2 separate regions of the Mustela erminea genome follow, and region 1 is linked to region 2. The links are chromatin contacts, called in public Hi-C maps. All regions are on one chromosome and are shown on one strand. The core of a region is the stretch at or near the end of the contact, and the rest is flanking DNA. Distances in the headings are between cores, read along the strand shown.

Region 1 (7,652 bases), core at 939-3,438, 97 kb after region 2:
TGCAGAGAGCGGGTCTTGGTTTATGTGCTCCCTGCTGCAGGACCCTGTGTGGTCTGTGTGTGGTGCTGGACACTTCCATGCGGGTAATGCACTTTTCAGCCTGTGGTTAAAGCTCCCTTGCCCACTCCGGAACTTGGCCTTGGGAGCATCCTCTCTCCTTCCTTGTTCCTTGAATCCAATGCTCTAGCCAGACTCAGTTAGTTACTTGTTGCTTTACGCTCTGTGTAGACGGACACAGCTTTTGCTTTCCCAGCTCTGTGGCTTTGTTCACCCCATTCCCTCTGCTTGGAATAACCCTTCCTAGTCTTGCCAGATCGTCTGAGGTCCCTTATGCAATGCCCTCCTCCACCCTCAGCCCGGAGCCGTCCTGCCTTCTTCTGGGTGTCCGTATGTCTTTATCTGAAGCTCTGTGAGCACAGTCGTTCCTCCTTGTGTTCTGGTTATTTATGGACTTGCCTTATCTCCCCTGCTTGGAGTCAGGGATAGAAATTGGGAAACCTACCTCCTTCACCATGTGGTCTTGGGCGAGAAATGAAAGCTTTTCTGTATCCTCATCTGTAAACGGGAGCTCTTAACTCTCTCAGAGGCGTTGTAAGGCTCCCATTGGACCCTCAGCCCTGGGCCTGATGCACGATCAGCTCTCCGGAAATAGAATCTCCCTCTCCCTAGCTCCTCTGATAGACTGTAAGCAAGTGGGGACAGGGTCTGTCCCCGTTATGAGTGGCACATTGCCTGGCCCATTGCTGGAGTTGCTAGGTAACTGGTCAGATGAATGAGAGCAGTTGGGGGAGCATGTCAGGGAGCTCTAGTCTCCTGCTGGGTCCCTCCTGCAATACCAATGGTGTGGACTGTCTCCCAGAGGTTCCCTGGGGGGCAGCCAGGAGCCCCTCTACCCCCGCCCCCCGGCCAGTATTGGTTGAGTGTGAGTGAGCCAGTCCCGGCCACGCTGGTGGCCACACTGGTGATGCCAGTGGGAGGGGCAGAGGGGGAGACACTGCTTACCCATGTGCAGGGGGCCCAGAGCCCCCAGTTCAGGCAAGGTGAGTGGCTTTGCACCACCCCTCTATAGCCAGTGGCCACCTGAGGACCTGCACTCCCGTCCCGGCTGAGATGCCACTGCATGGTCCTATGGTCTCAGCCCAATGCCCCCAGCAGCTCTGAGAGCTGGGTCCTGTCTCCCCAGGCTCTCCTCTCCATGACATCTGATTGTGCCGGGTGACTTGGCTCTCTGCAATGCACTTGCCGACACCCTTGATAAAGAGGATTTGGTGACGGGGGAGGTGTGAGGGTCATCATCATGCTTTAATTCGCTTTTGCAGATGGCTCGTAGCCTTCTGAGACTCTGATACTTCTATTCTCTGTGGCGGCTTTCTGCTGTCCTGCATACCTCTCACCCTGTGCTGGGATGTCTTGAAAAGAAATAGCAACAAGGGCTTAGAGAGGCTAGACCTCTTCCTGAGCTGTTCGCACCCCCTGAGACACCCGGACAGCCTCCCCGGGGGAGGGGGATCGGGGGTCGGTGTTGGAGGGCTGGGCCAGGTGTGCCAGGCCTTCTCTCGGGGGCCAGTGGCAGAAGCAGGGTTCTACACATTCTGACTCCTCTGCCAGTTGCACGATAAGAGAACCCTGGGATGTTTCCGAGGCGACCTCAGTTAGATGACGGGAGATTTTCTTGCTGCTGGGTTTTGAAGTCTCCCTCCTAGGAGCCGCCAGCAAGAGGGGCTCCTGAGGGGGTGCAGTGCTGGCGACCCGCTTTGCAGACTCTCTTGCCAAGGGTTGGAGCGGCCCTATAGAGCCTAAAACAGCAGACCATTTAGCCCCAGAACCTTGGAGACTTTTTTTTTTTTTTTTTAAAGGGGCAGGCCCTGGAGGCGTGAGCCTGGGATCTGGGTGCGGGTCATGGTGCTCCTGGCTTCCCCTCAGTGTTGTTGCTGCCCTGGGCAGGTACATTCCTGCTGTTTTCTTCTGCTCGGCCCAGCTGAACGGTACTCCTCTCGCACTTCCTTGCTCGCGCGCTGGCTGCCCCCAACCCCCTCTTGGCTAGCATGGCCTGTGTTTGTTATTGTAGTTCTGGCTTGGGGCCAGGCCTGGCGGGGAGCCAGCCTTGTGGGTACAGTGTGTACAGTGAGTGCTGAGCCAACTTTGTCATCATACACGATTAATTTTTTTTTTTTTTTTTTCTAATCTGGTAGGGGTGGGGTGAAGGAGGAGGCAAGAAGAGAGCTTCTCGCTGCTGGAGAACAGGCCACACTGACTTTGCGGAGATGTTATTTAGGAAAGGATGAAATGCGCCTGCTCGTTCTTCCTTCTGGGCTTGGCCCTTTTCTCACGTTGTCTTCCTGTCCTCTGCGTCTCCCTCTCCAAAGAAGTCAGCCTGTACGAGGCCGACGATGTGAGGTTTTATTTTCAGTGACTAGAATACTAAATTTACACTCCTAAATCAGTTTTCATTGTGTTGAAATTGACAATTTGTTTAATTAGAAGTTTGCCCTGTAGGAGGCCCTTCTTGGAGACAATTCTTTCTTTCTCCTCCTCTCTCTCTCTCTCCCTCTTTTTTTTTTTTTTTTTCTTTTTTAAGACCCTAAATGGTAGTAGGGAATGTTCAGTTTAATTGAAGTTTTTATTTCGATTTGAATGCGTTAACTAATCAAGTGTTTATGAGATATACCTGATAATAACAATATGTTTAAATTAACAAACAATAACCTAACTCATTAACTAATGAGATTGATCCAGGCAACACCCTGCCTTCTCGGAGGTGGGTTTGGGAAAGGAAGGTCAGGTCAGGAGAGTGACCACCTGGGATGTTTTTGCAGAGCTGCTCCTTCTAGAACGAGGACATGACGTGTAGGACTGTGGCAGTGAGCACGGCAGGAATCCAAGCCACTCCACGTCCTGGGATCACTCTGACCTCTCACTCCCCACCCTGTGCAGCCCTGTGCCTTGTGGGGATTGGTCCCAGAGCATCTACGACCTGCTGTGTCCTTGCCACTCCCAGTTCTCCCTTGAGTGGTGATTCCTTGCCCTGGGATGTCTGTGCAGAGACCACAGACCCAGGCGGTGGCTCGGGTTAGTTCTGGGATTTGCTGGTGTAAGGTTTCCCATTAGGTAGGATCTCCCACAGCTTGGCGCCAGTGCTGCTGGATTAGAAGCGAGCAAACCCAGAACGGCTTGCCCCTGTTTTTGACTTGACCACATGCTATTTAGAGATTCCCGTGTTTCCATGGCCTGCCCCTTTTCTGGGAGTCTTATTCATTTTTGCAGCCAGTGGACATTTACCAAGTGCTGAGTGGACTTCAGGTTCTGTGTATTTAGCACTGGAGAGAGCTTACAACATCCCTGCCCTCAAGGAACTTATGACCATCCAGTAGGAGAGATACTTGGTTATAAGGTCATGGTCAAAGACATTTGTGTGCACAAAGCACCAGAAGAGAATTCTAGGAGGAACTCACACGGGGAGGGTGTCCCTTCTAGAAGGCAAGCTTTGGAAACAGCGGGATGAGGCAGGATTGTGGAGGCCTTGAATACCAAAATATTCTGCATTTACCTGCAACACTGGAGAACCACTAAAGGATTAAATGACAGAGTGACACTTGGTTTTTTATTTTATTTTTTTCTTGGAAAGAAAGGACTGTGGGGTTTTTGATGTACACTAACCTGGAGCGTAGGATTTCTCAGACCCTCTTGGAGAAGCAGTGTGCCTGATGATCTTGGGGCATGGTTGGAGGGCAGATAGGCCCATACCTCCAGCCACGGTTAAGGGTGGCCTTCCTTTGGGAGTCCAGTCCTGCCAGCGATCAGTCCCCTGTACTCAACCCTCCTGCCTTTCTCCGGGTGTTGTGAGCCATGGCTCTTGAGAAAGCACCAGTCTCTTCCCCCTCTTAGAGCCACTGGGAAGGAATATGGTGTTTGGCTGATGGATTTTCGGATTCTAGCAACAGCACAGGGTGGCCAGGGCCTATCATCGGGGGCCTGGGTCATCCCATCTGACAGGAAAAGGCCTGGCGGGGTTAGGGCCAGAAACCAGATTGGTTCTCTTGAGCTTTCTCCTGTCCTGATCCCGTGGAAGGGAAAGAAATTATGAGACATCAAAGATCTACGGATTGTACTTGTTCCTTTTTCTTCTTTTTTAGAACACTTAGCTTTGGGGTTCAGGGTCTTTCTTCCCAAAGACAGGGAGGCATTGCAGCTGGTCAGTTCCCTGTGGCGGTGAGGCATGGTCCTCAAGCTGACGGGAGAGGCATCTTGGGTTTAACGGGGGCCTCTCAGGACCCGCCGCTTGCTGCTGGCACCTCTGAGCCTAAGATGGGGCAGGTTCATGTCCTCTCTGCCTGCTCTCGGCGAATGTCCCTGTCCGTTCTTCAAGTTCGCGCCTCGCCATCGGGCTAAAACAGATGACCCAGAAGAAACTTCCCAAGGCCCCTTATCTCCCTCAACACGCCTTGCAGAGGCAGGCACTGTGCGGGGGGGATGGGTTCAGAGCACAGGGAGGGGCCGCTGGGAGTGGCTCGGGGGCCCACGATCTGCGATCTGCGTGGATGTTGGGGTGCAGACAGAGGGGAAGAGGGGAAAAGTAGCCACTTTCCCCGCGCGCTCTTGAACACTGTGCTCTTGGTCTGTCTCTCCCCCTCCCTGCCCTGAATTTGGCCCGCTTCCCGAACTTTTTCCCAGAGTGGTGTCGTCACTGGCCTGCCGGCAGGCCTGGATGTTCTGCCAGCATTCCAGAGAGTTTATGATCGCCTGCAGATGTGCCTCCAAGAACACACTGTACCCAAAGCAGAAATTAATGCAGGCTTGACTGCTGTCCAAGCCCATCCACGGGAGAGAGGAAAAAGAAAACAAAAACTGTTTAATGCTGTTTATAAATTATACACTGGCTGATGAAAAATACATTTCTTCCCCCCTCTGCCCCCTTCCTCACCACCCCCCCCACCCCCGCCCCTTCTCGCTTTCTGCCTCGGGAGCCTAAATGGAGACCAGAAGAATATGGTTTTGCTTTTTAGCTCCTGTTTTGGCTGGGATCCGAAACCCTGCTGCTGATTCACAGCCAGAGTATTTTTCCCCTTTACCTGATGAAATATACTGATTTTTCCAGCCCAGATGGGGTGCTTTTGGTTTCGTTGTCTGGGTCGTCGTTGTTGTTGTTTTAAACTTTTTATTTATTTATTTATTTTTGGCGGAGGGTTGTGTTTACATCAAGTGACAGGTCCTGTGATAGCCCTGGGTGTGGTGCCCCCCCCTCAAGGCAGGTAAAACCCCACATTTGCCCGCCTCGGTGCTGCTGGGTGCGCGTGGCCCAGCTTCCCAGCCCTGAAGACGGCCAGTCGGGCCAGCCCCACAGAGGAAGCTGGCAAAGTTCATTGCAGGTCATTGTATTAAACAGTGTTCTACCACGTCTCACCCCCTCCCCTGCCTCCCGCCCCGCACCTACAGCCCCTGTGTGAAAAGGGGTTCGCATATCCCTCCCCACCAAATACACATGTCTCTCTCTCCATATGGTGCCTTAGCAGGGGTTGGGGAAGCTCGTTGCCTCTACCCCTCTGAATCCCAGCCTCTCCCCCTGCACCCAAGTCCCCCGACCCAATTTATTCTATAAATTCGCTTTCACATTATGTCTATCCATTTACATGGCTTTTGTGTTTTTTAATACTGCTAATGTTTATCATTTGCCCAACAGGCTCGACAGATTTTGCTTCCTGTAGAGCACCGAGGCTTTAGAGCCCCCTGGTTGCTAAGTAGCAGTCTCCCTGTACTGTAATGGGCTGATTTTGTATTCCGTTCAGCGCTGTATCTTATTTTTGTATGCAAGACAAAGTGTTTTGATGGAGGACGATTGCAGCAGTGTCTGGAGGCTGTTTGGAGTTTTATGGGCTGTACAGTACACTGTGTGCTCTCCGAACAGAACACAGGCTGTTGAATTTTGGATTGGATTTGTCATTTTTCCCCCCTCAGAGAGGAGCCTGTCAGATAGAACATTACTTTAAGGGTGGAGGAAAGAAAGTGGAAATTATGTAATAACCTCTGTGTGTGTGTGTGTGTGTGTGTGTGTGTTTCTCTGTCTCTGGTGTTTCTCTGTCTCTGATGTTTACGGCCTCCAGAATAGGGTGGTTTCTCGGCCACACGCCCTCTCCCACCACCCTGTGATGTTGGCAGTGAGTCTGGGCGGTGATAGTCCCCTGGGGGAAGGGAATGGCCCTAGAGAGGTGGTGGGGGGGCGGTTCCTTGTCTGTCTCCTGTTTGTTCTCCTCTCTCCTGATCTCTCCCCTGCTCCTTCCGTCCTTCCTAAGCTCTGAGCTGTTTCACTGGCCCTTGCTTTGGTCTGAGGGTGATTAGATTCTGGGGTTGTAGGTGGGGGAGGATGTTGGTGTGGGGCCCACCCCCAAGGTCCACACCTTTTGCTTCCCAGACGTGCCCCCCGCCGGGCTTCGTGGGCGTTCAGTCCGTGCTCTCCGCTGTGGCCGTCACCCCTGGCCCTCCAGTCCCTGGGCCGGGGGGCTACTTGGTGGGGTCTGGCCATTCCAGCGGCACCGCTCCCCGGCGGGCCTTTGAGCGCCCTCTTCTGGGCTGTCCGTGGTGGCAGGAGGCTGCGCTTTGGCGGGCCTCTCTTCCCTTCTCACTTGTCCCCCAGTCTCCTCTCACACCGTTTCTTTGTCCCTGTCCTGACGTCTGTCTTGGCCCCAGCCCCGTCCTGCTGCTCCTCTGTGTTTCCTGTGTTCCTTCTCAGGTCTTCATCTGTCTTTGTCTCCATGCATCGTCGCTGGTCTATCTCTCCCTCTCTCACTCCTCAAAGCATCGTAGCTTGGCAGTTGGGTGGGGTTGGGCTGGGGAACAAAATGTCCCACCAGGCAGGGCCCGGGGACGACCCCTAAGTGAGTCCTCGCAGAGCCTGGAACCTTGTGTGCTCTGCCCTGGCCTCTCAGGGAGCAGCATGGGGCTTCCTGGCTTCGCTTCTGCTCCCCCTGGGTCCCTGGATGTTTTCTCGAGTCGAGCTGGGCAGGGGCCACTGGGAGAGCGGGGTTTGGTTTTGCAAGGTCCATATTGGACACTGCTGCTGGCGCCATGCTGATGGTGGTTTGTCCCAGGCCCCTGGGGTCAGCGCCCCCGGGCATCCTCACACACCACTGACCTGGCGTCGTGCGTCGCCCTCCGAGGGCTCTCGGTGAAAATTCGGTGAGTAATGCGACGTGTTGGTGTTTCGGGGGCAGCTCTCGGTTTGGTGGGGCCTGCGGCTTGCACAATTTGGGGAACCGTCTGTCAGAAGGTGAGGGATTGGAGGTGTGAGGACCCGCCACGGGGAACAGGCTGGCGGTGCCAGGGAGGGCCTGGGGTACAAACGTGCTGCTGAAGCGGGCGCTCCTTCAGGGAGGACCGGCTGCTTAGAGCGGCTGCGAGGAGCTGCTGGTGGAAGGCCCCAGAGTGGGAGCAGCAGAGTAGGGAGAGTCAAAGCCAAGGCCAAGGAGGGTGACATCAGCTCCATCCTGGGGACTCTCCCCCCCGCCAAAGTGGCAGCCGTGGTCACAGGCCTCACATTTGCATTCCCACGGGGGTCAGGACAGATCCTCCTGCCTTGGGTAAGCGGCCTCTGGTCCCAGGGGGCCCAGACTTCACGTTCTGAGGATTTCATGTTCTCTTCTCAATGAGGCTGGCAGGTG
Region 2 (7,664 bases), core at 3,550-6,049:
GTTAAACAGTATAAGAAAATGTGGCATACTTCCCCTCTCCCTGGCCTCTCCACAATGAAACACCGAAGTGTTAAAAAAAAAAAAAAGAAAGAAAGAAAAAAGAAAAAAAAAAGGGCCCTGTGTGTGATGAGGACTTGGGGGTTAATTTTCAGCATGGTGCCTGGGGATTTAGCGGTGGGACTCCCATTACTTGTAATGGGAACCCCGCTGCTTCATTTCACGCATACTGTATGGAAACCGCACCCTTCCATGGCTTCACAATTTTAGTTTTGAAATTGAGGCCGTCTTTCTCAGAGCAAAGCAGATTTTCAGAAAGACCAAACTACTCAGTGTTTTGGCCTGTGTGTTTGTGCTTCTGTGTATGAGAGGGAGAGAGAGAGAGAGAATGCCTTTCTCCTAAGTGCAGGTGCCCCTTTCTGATGCCCATGTCCAGTCGCTGATGGGATAACAGGGGCTGGATTGTCACATCCCAAAGCTTTGTTAGGAACCCCATAAAACTAACACATGGTTGGTGACACCCAGTGAAACCGAGCTTCTGCCATAATAACCTGAGCCCTGCCGCCTGTCATTAAGGGACCTCTCTTATTAGACATCTCTTTTTTAAATAGCTACCATCATCTGGTCCCAGTGTACATTAAATCCCATTATAATTATAAACACACTTCCCCGTAACATCCGTTGCAGATTTCATCCACACTGCCTACCCCCTCAGGGCATCTTTGCGCTAATAACAACTCAGATTTGCTATCTGAGTTGACAACAACATTAAGGTCCCAACACCATTTGCAATATGCTGGAGAAAGAGAGCGAGGAGGAAAAGCTTTCTCTTCCTCAATCATGAAGAACTTGGGGTCACAGTGACCCAAGGCCTCAGGAGTTAAAAGGAAAAAAAGCCCCTCTTCTTTCCCCCTTCGAGAAGTCACTCTCTGCCCACCAGACAGGACGGGTATGTCCAGCACAGAGGTCATCTTCTCATTTGGTTTTCTGTGCTCCAACTAACTGGAATCCACATGTCTCCTGATTACTTCCCCCCTCTGGGTTTTGGGAGGGGGCATGTAAAAAAGTAACATGAAAGAATTAAAATAATTAAGGGGGAAAAAAAAAAGATGAACCAGAGAAAGCCATCCACCTAGTCAGGAAGGCGAAATTTGACTTTGGTTAGTTTTTGACGTCATTTCCATCCACCTAGTAAATATCTGCAGTTATGACCTTGAAGCCTTGTAAGGTCCTTTGCCTCCAGGAAAGGCCAGAGTAGGTCTGCAGTATCTCCCCCTCGAGTGTCCGGGGAGTTGGGGGGCAGAGAGCTGAGGGTGCCTGTGACCACCTGGTAAGTCTTCCAGGGGCAAGTTGGAGTTCTCAGTTGCTGAGGACTTTTTCCATTCAAGGGTTTCACTACCTGCGTCCCTCCTGAAAAGGCTTTATTCCAGACTCATCTCAAGGTTTTAGTATGCAAAGTAGCTGCTTCTCCCCGCCGGAGGTAGGAGTCCTTGATTTATTTATCATGATAGGAAAGTCTACCTTTACATTTTACAACTATTTTCCAGCTGAGGAGTTGGAACAAAATGAGTTGCAACATTTCATTAACACTCAATCCGAATACAGAATGCTCAAAACACCTCCGCAGCCTGCTTCCTGGGCATCTGTTTGGTTGAAGTTGTATTGTAATTCAAAACTCCCTCCTCAACTTTTGCCTGTGATTTTGAGAAAGGAAGGAAGGTGACCTAAGCCTGTTTACCTGGTGGCACCACTCAGTGGGGAATGGCTTGGTCCTCAGCTTGCCAGGCTTACTGGCAGCTCTCTGCCTCAGGGGAGGAAGAGGAGAAAGAAAATCAAAACCCAGTTTTCCTTGTTTTGTCTTGCTAGAGGCCGTACCATCTAGAAGTGAAGATCATGAGCTCTGTAATGGTCTGATTTAAAGCCTCAGCTCTGCAGTCTTGGGTAGGATGCTTAACCTCAGTTCTCCTATCTGAGAAATGGGGGCAATACTAGCACCTGCCTGAATAGGTTTGTAACAAGGATTAAATACCCAGGATAGGTAATGTGTTAAGATGCATGGTCTGTGCTCAGAATGAGTTCTTATTCCTGCTGTCTCTTCCTTGTAAGATCCCTTAGACTGAACAAAGCCCCTCTTCCCGAAACTGTGCTCTGAAAGGCTGCTACCCGTGGAAGGTGTGTGGATAAGAAGAAGGAGACGGGGGAATAGGAAGATTTAATGTGGAATTCTATCCAAAGGTCAATTCATCTATTCCCCCGTCTCTAGCATGGTCTGGTAAGACCGAGGTCTCTCCTATTTTTAGACCTGTCTGAACTGATGTCCCAGCTTGCCTTACCATACCCTTCAAGTAAAAAAATAAAAATAAAAAATAAATCACTACAAATACGTGAACATCAGAGAGAGAGAGAGAGTGTTAGTTTTCTTCTGTGATTTTCCACCCCACTGTCTTTCGGTGCCGCCATATGAAATCTCTGAACTGGGGATTCTCCTCAGCTTTCGGCGGGCCCAAAGACACAACTCTGGCTAAAAATGGTGCCAGTTTTGGGGAGGGAGCTGCCGCTGCTTTATCTGGGCCCAATAAACCTTATCAAACCGGCCTGCAGCCAGCCTTCAGTGCTAAGTGGAAATGCTTGGAGCCCAATGCTGGCTTTCAGCCCACAGCCTCGCCTGCCTTCCTCCTTTTTGTTACCTTCTCCACCTCTTAAATTCAGGCATTAATCTCTCTTTAACACTTACTAACAAGGGCTGGGCTTTTTTAATGGGCAGAGTTTATGAAGCAAGGGAGATTTTCACATCGAGTGAATATGGCAAGGGATGGTTGGGGGGAGTTCAGGGCGGTGGAGGGATTGTTCTAGCTCTCCCATTGTTTCCAAGGCTTCTCTCTTTCTCTGATTTGAGGATTAATAGGAGATTAGGATCAAGGGTTAATTGTGTGCCTCTCCTGCTACTGCGCTTAGGAGGGGCTGGTAGGTGGATGTGGATGGCAAGGCGGCAACCTTCCGCAGGCAACATCTCCGGGCAGAGGCTCAGCAAGTTCAATGGTCATTTCTTCTCTTTCCCTGGTGAGGCAGTAGGAGGGTCTTTCTTCTGTTTTTACATCCCTCTCCTCGTGCTCTCCTTGCAGACCAGTTTCTTAACTTCCTTTAAATGCCTTTCATCTTGCAGATAGTGTAGACCTTAGCTAGAAAAACAGTCCGTAACCGGGATTGCTTTTTACTGTTAATACCTAGGGACCGGGGTTCCGGGGATTGGTTAGGTGTCGCTGTATTCAGGACTGTCTAAGGGTAACTGGCTCCCTCCCTTCACTTCCCAGTGGGCTTCTCTGCTCTCTCCTCTCCTCTGACTCGGGCAAGGCTGAGCCCTTTCCCTGCTGGGAGACTGGAGCATGTTTCCAGGGATGGAACTTCTTGTCCTTGGGACGGTTTCCCCTTAGCCATTCTTGGGATTCTGAGCACTTTGTACTCCGGCCTTCAGTGGCCCAGAAGCGGATTTTTGCCTCTAGTTGGTGTCTGCCACCTTCCATGACCCTACAGTTCTTGGGGCCTCACTCTAGGTCTGGGGCAGTACCAGCGACAAGCATTGCAATGTGATTGTATGTGAGTCCTGCGCAAACCTTTGACTCAGCAGCATGTTAAGGACAGAATGTGGGGGCTCAGTTCTCCCTGACTGAAGCCAGGAGATGCTGACTGCATGACCTCCAGGGCTGACAGCCCGGAGACCCAGGGAGGGCGCTCTCCACCACCACCTTCACCCCCAGCATCCAGGTCATTAGCCAGCTGCCAAGGCCAGTGCTTACCAGAGAGCTTCCCACCTCTGGCCCCTACCACCGCTAAGCTCCAGGAAAAGGGGGCAGGAGGGGACTCTCCACCGCCAGAGGAACAGTAGGTTTCTTCTGGTGGCTGTATCCCAGAGGTTAGTGACCTCAGCTCCACTCCCTAAAGTGGAGCAGCCCTCTGAGAGGAGAAGGCTCTTGCCGGAGAGCGAGGGGGCTCTGGAGCTTTTTCAAGCTTTCACTCGCCCCTTGAAGGCTTTGCCTGAGCAGGACGCTGTTCTCAGGAACTGTGTCTAACCAGGTTCCCTGGCTGGGGGGTGGGGGTGGGTGGGGCAAAGCCCAGGGGATGCACAGGACTGAGAGGGATGAAAGTTCCTCTCGGGCCTCGATTTCGGCCTCCGGGGATGCCCACAGCTAAAGTGGGGGAGGGCTCTCCCTTCTACGACTGGTTCCCGCGGACCCTCTGGCACCAGGCTCCCCAGGGCCTGCGAACTGCGCGCCCGGAGACTTCTCGCAATCGGGATGCCATAGGCATGGAAGGCCTGGGCTTGGGCTCAGAAAGGGACCTTCTGCCACCGATGTCGGGGTACAGGGGATGCAGCCCCGAGCCAAGAGAAAAGTGAAAGGCGAGATGACACACACAGAATCGAGTCAAACACCGGAGCCGCGGACGAAACTCCGCGCCTGGGGCAGCAGGGAAGAAGAAAACCCGTGTCCAAAGGAAATAAAAAGCCTGGGGTTGAAGGCGGGGGCTTCTCCTCGCCCCTCACCTCCACTGCCAGCACGGAGGGTTCCGAGTCCCTGGCACCGCTCTCCGCGAGCTCCTTCTTCCCTCTGCGCTGGGCCGGTGAGCGGCGGCCGCCGGCGCCCCAGCAGCAGCTAGATGTCAGGCGAAGCCCAGAGCGCCGCGCGCGGGGAAGGGAGGGGAGGGGAGGGGAGGCGGGGAGGGGAGGGGTGGGGCGGGGAGCGCGCGCGGGCTCGGCCAGTGCGGGAGGGGGGGTGGGGGTGGGCGGGCTGAGCCCGGGGACGGCGCGGGAGGGGGGAGGGAAGGGGGGCAGCTGTGGGCAGCGAGCCGGGCTCGGCCGCCAGCACTAAAGATGGAGAGGCGCCGGGGCCTCGCAGGGGAGGGGGCTCGGCGTTGACGTGGGACGCGGCGGAGGCGCCGCAGCCGGTGGTGATTTGCTAACCTCGCAGCAGAGAGGAGTTGAGGGCGATGAGAGCGGGTACTGCGAACTGCCGGGCGCTGCCGCCGCTGCCGCCGTGATACCGAGAGCAACAGTTCCCAGCAACACCCCTCCCCGACACAGGCACACACCCCCAAGAGGCACGCACACCCACCCCCAGCGCCCGGCTCGGCAGCGGTGAGTGAGGGGCCGGGGAGGGGCGCACCGCTCAGCCGTAGGCGCGCGCCGGGGCGCCCCGGGGCTGGAGAGGTCCGAGGGGCGCGCTCCCTTCGGCCACTCGGCCGCCGGGCTGGTGCCTTATTTTATTCGGCTCGTTCCCTTCCTGCTGCGGCAGCCGTCGCCACCGCCGGTTGGGGGTCGGCTAGAAGGGGAGCCCCGGCTGTCAGCTTGGGCGCAGCTGCCTCCCCAACCCTTCCTCTCTAGGGCACGGTCGGGGTGAGAGGTGGGAGGCAGAGCGGTCTTGGGGGGTCTGGAGGCGCGAGCGGAGGGTCGGGGAACCGGAGGCTTTGTACCACCAGGGGCCGGCGGAGGAGCGGCGAGCCGGTGGGTGCTCATATGTATGCGGACCGGTGCGCGGGCGCGATAGGGTTGTGCTTTATTTGTGTTTATTCACCGGCCGGCTGGGAAGCTAGAATCCGAGGATCCGAGGAGTGGATCTGGGGGCAGAGGGGAACAGGACTCGGATTCACTTGGGTTTTGCTTTCTCTTTGAAAAACGTGGTGGGCTTTTTTTTTCCGAATTGGACTTGACCCCCCCCACACCCTTTTGGGGGGGGGAGGGGCGGCCGTGGCGGAGCCGCAGACCCTCCTCGGCTCTTGGGCGGGACCGGCCGTGGCGCGGGAGCTCGCTGTGCGCTCCGGGCCGCGCTCGGTGGGTGCCCCGGCTCTGCACCTGATGCATTCGGGACGCGTTTCCCAGCCCGGCGCGCCGGCAGCTCGCTCGCACAGCCCCTCCAACGCTCCCGCACGCGCTCGAAATGCGCACCGTCTCGGCGGCCCGCGGACCCACGGGAACGCACGGACGCGCCGTGCGGCGATTCACTCGTCCGCTCCCCGGGACGCTCGCAGCGTGCTCCGGCCGGGCACCCTGCCCGTCGCTGCCGGGGTCACGGCCCTGGGTCGGAGAGGGAGGGCCGGCAGCTCCCTGCTCGCGGATCCTTCCACAACTCGCTCTCGGGCTTTTGTGCTTCCCCTTCGCCGCGGGGCGGGTCCGCCGCCTCGCGCTCTCGCTCAGGCGTCCAGCCTGCCGGGACTCTTGCCTTTCGTCCGGGTCTCTTTCGCTTTCCCTCTTCCCTAACCCGCTCCTTTTCTCTCCGCCGTCTGGCTCCCCGGGAAAAGTTGCTTCCCCAAGTTTGCCGAAGTCGCTTTCAAGTCTCCGTGGGGGTGGCGGGGACTGGGGGCGTGTGGGAGCCAGATCGATCCCCGGGAGCTCCAGCGGCGGAGCGCCGGCGTTCCCCCGCGCCGCACGGCTGAGCGCTGCAGCCGGCGCCCACCTGATCCCGGGCGCAGAGCCGTGGGTGGGGGGTCGGCTGCCCGAGAGCACTCTGATTTCCCGCAGGACCCAGGGCGCTTGCTTTGGGGAAGGAATTCGGGTGGCCCAGCTTCCATTCTCTCGAAGGCCCCTCCTCGTTCTCCGAAGCCCCTGGGTCTGAAGGCAAGCGCACGCACGGTGGCAAGGCGCGGATGAGTGGCAGTTCCACTCTGGACGGCCTTAGTCCCCACCCCAGTGTGGGCAGCAAAAGTGTCTTGACTAGCCGTCCTGTTAACCCTTTCCGCGTGAGATCTGTGGCTCTGGAGCCAATAGGGCTCCTTCTGGGGGCGGAGGCAAGCCCTGTTTGGAGAGTCAGGGAGAGCCAGCCTTCGCGGGGCTTCCACTTCATTTCACTGTGGCATTGGCCCCAGCAAGGCCGGCGGGGGGCACCTGGGTCTGGGTGATGTCTTCCTAACGCTTTAAACCGGCGAGGGAGTCTCAGAGCCCTGTTACTGATCCCAAACAGCGCTTTGGGAGAAGCCTTTGTCTCCCAGCCTCCTCTCTCTTCATACTGGTAGACGCTGGTGCAGGTCTCACTTCTGGTGCCTCCAAACCATGTCCAGCACCAGTTGCTGCTCGTGGGCACAGGACTTTGGAACCTGTGGGACATGCTTGGAGTTCATGTCCTTCGCCTGTGCACTGCTGGCTAGAGGGGTGCATATTTCCTATGACCTCTTCCATGTCTTTTGTGACCTCTTCCCCCGCATCTGATAGATCCCCTTGCCCACTGGGCACTTGTGGGCAGGAGTTAGGTGTGGCATGTCCTAGAAGCATGTATACACGTGCTAACTGTGCCCCTCTGGCTGCTGCGTTGCACACACATGCCCACGCACACGCGGTCCAGATTTCCGATTGCACGTGCAGTAGCTCTGAGGCACCTATGCGTGTAAGTAAGCCAAACTAGCGTGAGGGTTATGTGTGTTCACGATGGTGCCTGGGGGGTAGGGTCAAGGTGTCGGTGGGTCAGTCCCTTGCAGCCCTGAGAAGAGGGCAAGGGAAGAGACTGGAAGGTACTGCCTGGCCGTGGGAGGGCCAGAGAAGGTACAGCCTAACTGGTAGATTGCTGTGGGCCAGGACTATAGGCCCCGTGTCCCAGGTGGGCTTGCCTGTGTTCCTCCGGCCGCTGCAGCAAGGCAGGATGTAGAAAAACTTTGTTTAGAAGATGAGGCTTACTGCACAGGGG

Evidence for each region. Hi-C and Micro-C count contacts between places; a contact is called where the count stands out from the background.
Region 1: a Hi-C map of spleen shows a contact between it and region 2, with 4 times the contacts expected there. The contact joins the enhancer-like site here to the promoter of ZBTB16 in region 2. A contact is called at or near these places in 2 of 3 Hi-C or Micro-C datasets (skeletal muscle and spleen).

Annotation. Positions count from the first base shown.
Region 1 is chr9:10,680,018-10,687,669 of mMusErm1.Pri, forward strand. The region is part of intron 3 of ZBTB16 (zinc finger and BTB domain-containing protein 16); the gene reads left to right. Among named protein-coding and RNA genes, the nearest start is that of ZBTB16, 98 kb to the left of the region's middle. Within about 2 kb of position 2,189, the one cell type or tissue checked has open chromatin away from gene starts, as enhancers often do.
Region 2 is chr9:10,580,660-10,588,323 of mMusErm1.Pri, forward strand. ZBTB16 (zinc finger and BTB domain-containing protein 16) reads left to right here and starts at 4,800. Exons shown (of 7, transcript XM_032360465.1): 1 at 4,800-5,128.